2 separate regions of the Sus scrofa genome follow, and region 1 is linked to region 2. Evidence: chromatin contacts called from public Hi-C data. All regions are on one chromosome and are shown on one strand. The core of a region is the stretch at or near the end of the contact, and the rest is flanking DNA. Distances in the headings are between cores, read along the strand shown.

Region 1 (2,700 bases), core at 71-2,570, 150 kb before region 2:
TATTATGGGTCGGATTATAGCAGAGCTTGAAGAGAAATGTCATCAACGGAGGCAGAAGGCCACCCGCCTATCTACCCCCCTCGACAGGGTACGGCTGAAGGTCAGCTGGGCCTGCAGAGGCGGTGCTATAACTCAACGCACCAGGCCCAGCTTCTCCCCCACTCCTGGCCAGGACTCCAGAGGAGGGGATGGGTCACACCCAGCTTCCCCAGGCCAGTAGCCCTGAGCTCCAGCAGAAGCGTGGCCCCTGGAGCCTCCAAAGTTCAAATTCCAGCCTCCCACCCAGGAGCTGTGTGACCTCTGGAAGTAAGTACCCGCCTCCCTCAGCCCTAAAATGGGGAGCAGAGCCTTTCCCTTGAGAACGACCAGGAGGATGCAGCGCGAGCACCCAGCAGGCACCCTGAACTCAGGCCAGTTCTCTTCCCCCCGGGGGATCTTGGGAAGGGTGGGCAGGCATCAGAACCAAAGTCAGGTGCGGGAGCAAGGACGCAGAGAGGACGCCAGGCTGGTCTCTGCTTCCCACCCTCCGGCCCAGCCCCCAAGAACATCCCCTGCCCCCACTTCAAACTGGGGTTGGCTCTTTGCTAGCACGTTTTATTTTTTGTTGGCTTGGCTTTTGTTTTTTCAAGCAGCAGCTCAGTTGATCTTTTTTTTTTTTTTTTTTTTTTTTTATCTTTTGTCTTTTCAGGGCTGCACCCCTGGGGCATGTGGAGGTTCCCAGGCTAGGGGTCTAATTGGAGCTACATTGCCAGCCTACACCTCAGCCACAGCAATGCCAGATCCAAGTCACGTCTGTGACCTACAGCTCATGGCAACGCCGGATCCTTAACCCACTGAGCAAGGCCAGGGATGGAACCCACAACCTCATGGTTCCTAATCAGAATCGTTTCCGCTGCGCCACAACGGCAACTCCCCTGATCCCTGTTTTTTTTGTTTTTGTTTTTTTCTTTTTTTTTTTTTTTTTTTGATACAAGAGTCGGATCTTCCTTCCTGAGACTTGAGAGTCTCACTAAGGTTCTCACCCCTTCCTCCCCAAAGGTCACACAGCAAGTCATGGGACTCCCAGAATGCCAGAGTAGGAAGGACATTCCCCAAGCCAATCCCCTTGCTTTGCAGAGGGGCTGTCCCCAGGCCCCCAGCAAGTCAGGCCACACAGTGCCCTTCCCCGGGACCATGCAGTTCCCTGCAGTTGGACACTTGTGATCAAGCACCTTCTAGGAGGGTGGAGAGGGTAGTGAAGGAGAGGGCAGGGGGACCTGGGGCTCACGCAGGACTTCAGAGCCTGGAGGGAGGTTGAGGGAGGTGGGTTAAGAGGAACCAGTTGTTTGGGGCAGACGGATGCAGTCAGACAGCTGGAGGGGGTGGGGGAGGGGGGGTGCTCAGTTCCAGTTAAACTCGGGCATGCGGTTAGGGGAGAGGAGAGAGCTCCGATTTGCGGGAACTCCAAGGGCAAGGCCAGGAGGTTCTCAGGCTTGTGGGTCTCAGCCCAGCACACTGCTCCCTGCCTTCCAGTAGTCAGAGCTGCTTCTAACTGTGGCCGAGGCCTATTCTAGCACTCTTTTATATATTCATCTGTGCAGCTTACAGCGATCCCAGGAGACACTTACCGTGTTTCCCCCTTTCATTGAGGAAGACACCTAGGCACAGGAAGGTTAAGAGGTTTGCTCAGGCTTATACGATCAGTGTTTACCAAAGCCAAGATCTGGAGTTCGCTTGTGGCTCATCGGGTTAAGGACCCTGCATTGTCACTGCAGCTGCTCTGGTCGCTGCTGTGGCTGGGATTCCACGCCCGGCCCAGAAACTTCTGGAGTGGGCAAGAGGCCCGGGCTCCCCACCCCTGCCCCATCAACAGTCCAGGTTCAGCCACTGCCACGGTCAGCAGCTTGGGCCGCCCCAAGGGGCAGAGTTCAAATCCTACCCGGGACTCACCTGCAGATGAGCATGTGGCGGTGGCGGACCCCTGGCTCCTTGGAGCCTCAGGAAAAGGATGACAAGATCCTTCCTCAGGGCTGTGAGGAGGCCACCATGAGGGCGTCCTCAGCCAAGGGCGGGTGCCTTCTTACACCTCTGCCCCCACTCCTTCACTCCCAAATCCAAGGCCTCCGGATCCTCAGAGGCCTCGTGCCTACACCGGACCCATCGTGGGGCTGCTGACAACATGGAAAGAAGTCCCCTGGGGGAGGGGAGAGGACACAGGCTGACTCCTTCCAGCACGGCGGAAACTGAAGTGACAGCTGTGTCTCCTGCACAGGGAAGAGGTAGTGACTAACTCGGGTTTATTCCCTTGGCAGGTTGCTGGGGAAGGACGGACTGGGGCTGAGAGAATGCAGGCCTCTGGGTTGGGTTTGTGGGGTCCTCTCCAGGTTTCACACCCACCAGAACCTCCCTAGCATCTCCCCTGAGATGCTTCCCAACAACTCAGATGTCTGGGCCCCAGGCCTGGATACTCTGCCAGGGTCTGGGGTGTGACCCAGGGATCTGTACCCCCTCCCACATGATTCTGAGGCCCAGCTAGGCCAGAGATATGGTATGGCCACCCGACTTCCCAGGGAAGGGTCCCCCCATAACAGCACTGCTGACAGGGGTCACTGGCTGGGCCTAGTACCTGGAATCAAGCCATAAAACCACACCGCCCCATTTCCTCTTTTGGGTAAATCTGAATTTTTTTTTTTTTTTTTTTTTTTGCTTTTTAGGGCCATA
Region 2 (2,848 bases), core at 120-2,619:
TGCCTCCCTCTGATTTTCCTCCACATCTCTAATCACCACCTGACACTGTATCTATTTAGTAGCTGATTGTCTCCCCTTCCCCTGGTCCAAGCTCTGCAACAACATGGACTGTCCTGTTCATTGCTCTAAACTTAGAGCCCAGAGCAGTGCTCCTTACAGGGTAGATGCTCAATAAATACTTACACCAAGTGAAAATTCCAAAGTGCCACGCCCTTTCTCTGAATTCCTGTAATACAGGTCTGTATCACTCTTGTGGGACTTAGCTGAACTACTTTTATGCCAGTGGCAGCTGTTCCTCCACTATGAGTTACCTGAGGATGGGGGTCTGGGTCACAGCCTGGTTTGTGGTCCTCATTTCTGTCCTTCGTGCAACACTTTACACTTAGTCCTCTCATAGGGGCCTGATTTAAATCTCACAAAAGAGAGAGCAAGCTAGGGAAGGCAGTTATTATTAGCAGGGCTAGCGTCCCAGGTCTCCTGCCTTCTAGACCAGGCCTAATAAATATTTGTTGAATGAAGAAGGAGAGAGAGAGAAAAAAAAGAATTTCTGAGTCACCGTGGAATGAGGTAGCCCTACTGGGCAAATGGGTGGGTTCTCTGCAGCACATCTAAAAATACCCTCAACATGTAACATTTATTGGGCCGGGTTTTCTAATTTCTACTGTGTCGTCCTAATATCATTCCTGCAGCAGGTAGTTGTGAGAGCATCTTTACATGTCACCTGGTATACCGGCCTGTATACGTACGGCCGGTGCTCAGTGACTGGTGTGACCTGAGGCTGATTTTTTAGAGATCCGGCTCAAGTGCAGTGACTTGCTCCAGGTCCCACACGGAACAAGCGGCAGTGCTGGGATTCCATCTGAGGTTCGCTCACTACGCTCTCTCAGGGAAGGGCTGGCTCCGCGGGCCGCACCAGTTCCGGGTCCGCCGCAGGAGCAAGCGCGTGCACTGGGTGGGGCGGGGAGGGACTGACCCCTCCCAGCCCCAGTGCCTTCCGCATCCTCGCCCGGAGGCCTGCGGGCACCGTCCCTCTGCCACCACCCGCAGCTGCACCCACAGGACCCGGGTTGGATCTGGCTACACGCAGAAGGCCGCTCGGGGCCGGAGCTGCAGTGAGTACCCTCCCCAGGACCCCCGGACCCGCCCACCCGTCCCGCCGACCGCTGCGCCCCGCCCCGCTCGCAAGCCCCGCCCCTCACTTCCCCGTTCTCTGCTCCTCCCCCTCGCCGAGCTCCATACTTGGCGATCGCCGCGGCCCTGCGCGCTCATTGGCCGAGAGCCGGCTGCGTGGGGGGCGGGCCCAGGCTGGGCCGGGGCGGGGAAGGAAGGTGGCGGCGGCCCGGCGCGGGGGGAGGGGGGCGCTGACCCGGATGTTCACTCCTGGGCACCCGGGGAAGTGGAAGCGCCGGGCCCTGCTGCGGGGGGGAGAGCCACAGACGCCGGGACGGGACCGCCGCCGCCGCCGCCACCATGGTAAAGGCCCGACGCTCCCCTTCCCCCAGGCCTGGGAGCCCCACTGGAGCTCGCGTCCCCCTCCTCCCGCCCACCCCCGGCCCGGGAAGGGTGGGTTCACCGGGTGGGGGAGGGGCGAGGTCCCGGAGCCCAGGTAGACACCATCCTCATCCGCTCCAGAAGGGGCCACCGGCCTGGGCGGCTTAGGTGTGCAGCGACTCTGCCTCTTGCTCCTAGCCCCCGCTGTTGGCTCAAGCTAGCGTCTCATACTCCACCGCTGGGTGTAGGCTAATCTCCCCCATGGCCCAGGGTAGACCCTCCTGGACCCGTGGTCCAGGCCAGGCACCCCCTACAAGGACCCAGGCGTGGTCCTTCTTTCTCCTCTTGGCCCAGGCCAGGTCCCCATCCCCCGTCCCTACGGCCCAAGCTAGGCCGTCTTTATTTCCTCCCATAGCCCTGGCTAGGCCTCTGTCCCCTACCTCCCCTCTTCTCGGTGACCTCAGTCCAGACCCCCGTTAACCCGTCCTCCAGTGGCCTCAGCCCACATTGGTTCCTCTCTCCTGCATGACTTCAGCCTAAATCTTCTCTTCCCGCCGTGGTTTAAGTCTGGACCCCTCTTTTCCACCCCTGGCCCCGGCCTGGACGTCACACCGTCCCCCGTCCCCCGCCCCGATTCTCTTCTCCGGACTTCTCACCACTCTTGGCGTAGCTTGCGTCAGCCCCGCTCTCTCCTGGGCTTTACCCTCCCTCCTGGGCCCTGCTCCCTACCCAGGTGGTCCCCTCGCCTCTACCTGGGGCGAACCTTCTTTGCTACCACTGGGAAGCGAGAGCGGCTCTCCAGCTCGGGTGGGGATGGGGGTCCCGGGGCTGTGCCGTATCAGGTTGGAGGGGTGCCCCTTTTCTGGGAGGCCTCCTGGGAGCGAGCGAGGGCAGGGCGGGCATCCGTGTGCCCGGAAGGCAGCGGGGCGCTCTTCGGGCCCTTCCCCTGGCCGCCGCCTCGGTGCCGCGGGGTGCGGTACTGGCGGAGCGTCCGGCCGGACGACCAGGGTCCAGGGCGATGGGGCGTGAGCGGGTGCGAAGGGATGTGGGTGGGGGAGCCGGCGGCACAGGGATGAACGCACAATCGCCCTTGTGAGGCTGCCGCCCTTGGGGGCCCCCGGGCTCTGAGGCCACCAGACGGCCCGGACACGATGCACCCTAGCAGGCGCAGCCTCCCTTTCCCCCTCAACTGTCAGCTCGTGAGGGTTGGAACTGCTGATTATGGAGGTGCCACGGATCAGGTGAGCCAGACTCCGAGGGAGAGAGTTCGCTCGGCCTGTGCTGTTTGTTTTGGTAATGAGGGCAGGTGCTCTGGGGGCGCTCCGACTGGCCAGAGGTTTCACCTAGACCCTGACAC

Evidence for each region. A called contact is a pair of places that touch in the nucleus more often than the background predicts.
Region 1: a contact with region 2 is called in a Hi-C map of mesenteric adipose tissue, with 2.3 times the contacts expected there. The contact joins the enhancer-like site here to the promoter of CAPZB in region 2. A contact is called at or near these places in 1 of 5 promoter capture datasets (liver), 19 of 47 Hi-C or Micro-C datasets (alveolar macrophages, brain, embryonic fibroblasts and 10 more) and 2 of 2 datasets of contacts at active chromatin or transcription factors (alveolar macrophages and skeletal muscle).

What each region holds. Positions count from the first base shown.
Region 1 is chr6:78,063,066-78,065,765 of Sscrofa11.1, reverse strand. All of the region lies in intron 1 of NBL1 (neuroblastoma suppressor of tumorigenicity 1), which reads right to left. Among named protein-coding and RNA genes, the nearest start is that of HTR6, 13 kb to the left of the region's middle. Within about 2 kb of position 1,320, at least 16 of the 83 cell types and tissues checked have an H3K27ac peak or open chromatin away from gene starts, as enhancers often do. A contact at or near this core is called in mesenteric adipose tissue, omental adipose tissue and retroperitoneal adipose tissue, where this site is marked.
Region 2 is chr6:77,911,138-77,913,985 of Sscrofa11.1, reverse strand. CAPZB (capping actin protein of muscle Z-line beta subunit) reads left to right here and starts at 1,369. Exons shown (of 9, transcript NM_001113444.1): 1 at 1,369-1,473. The coding sequence starts at 1,471.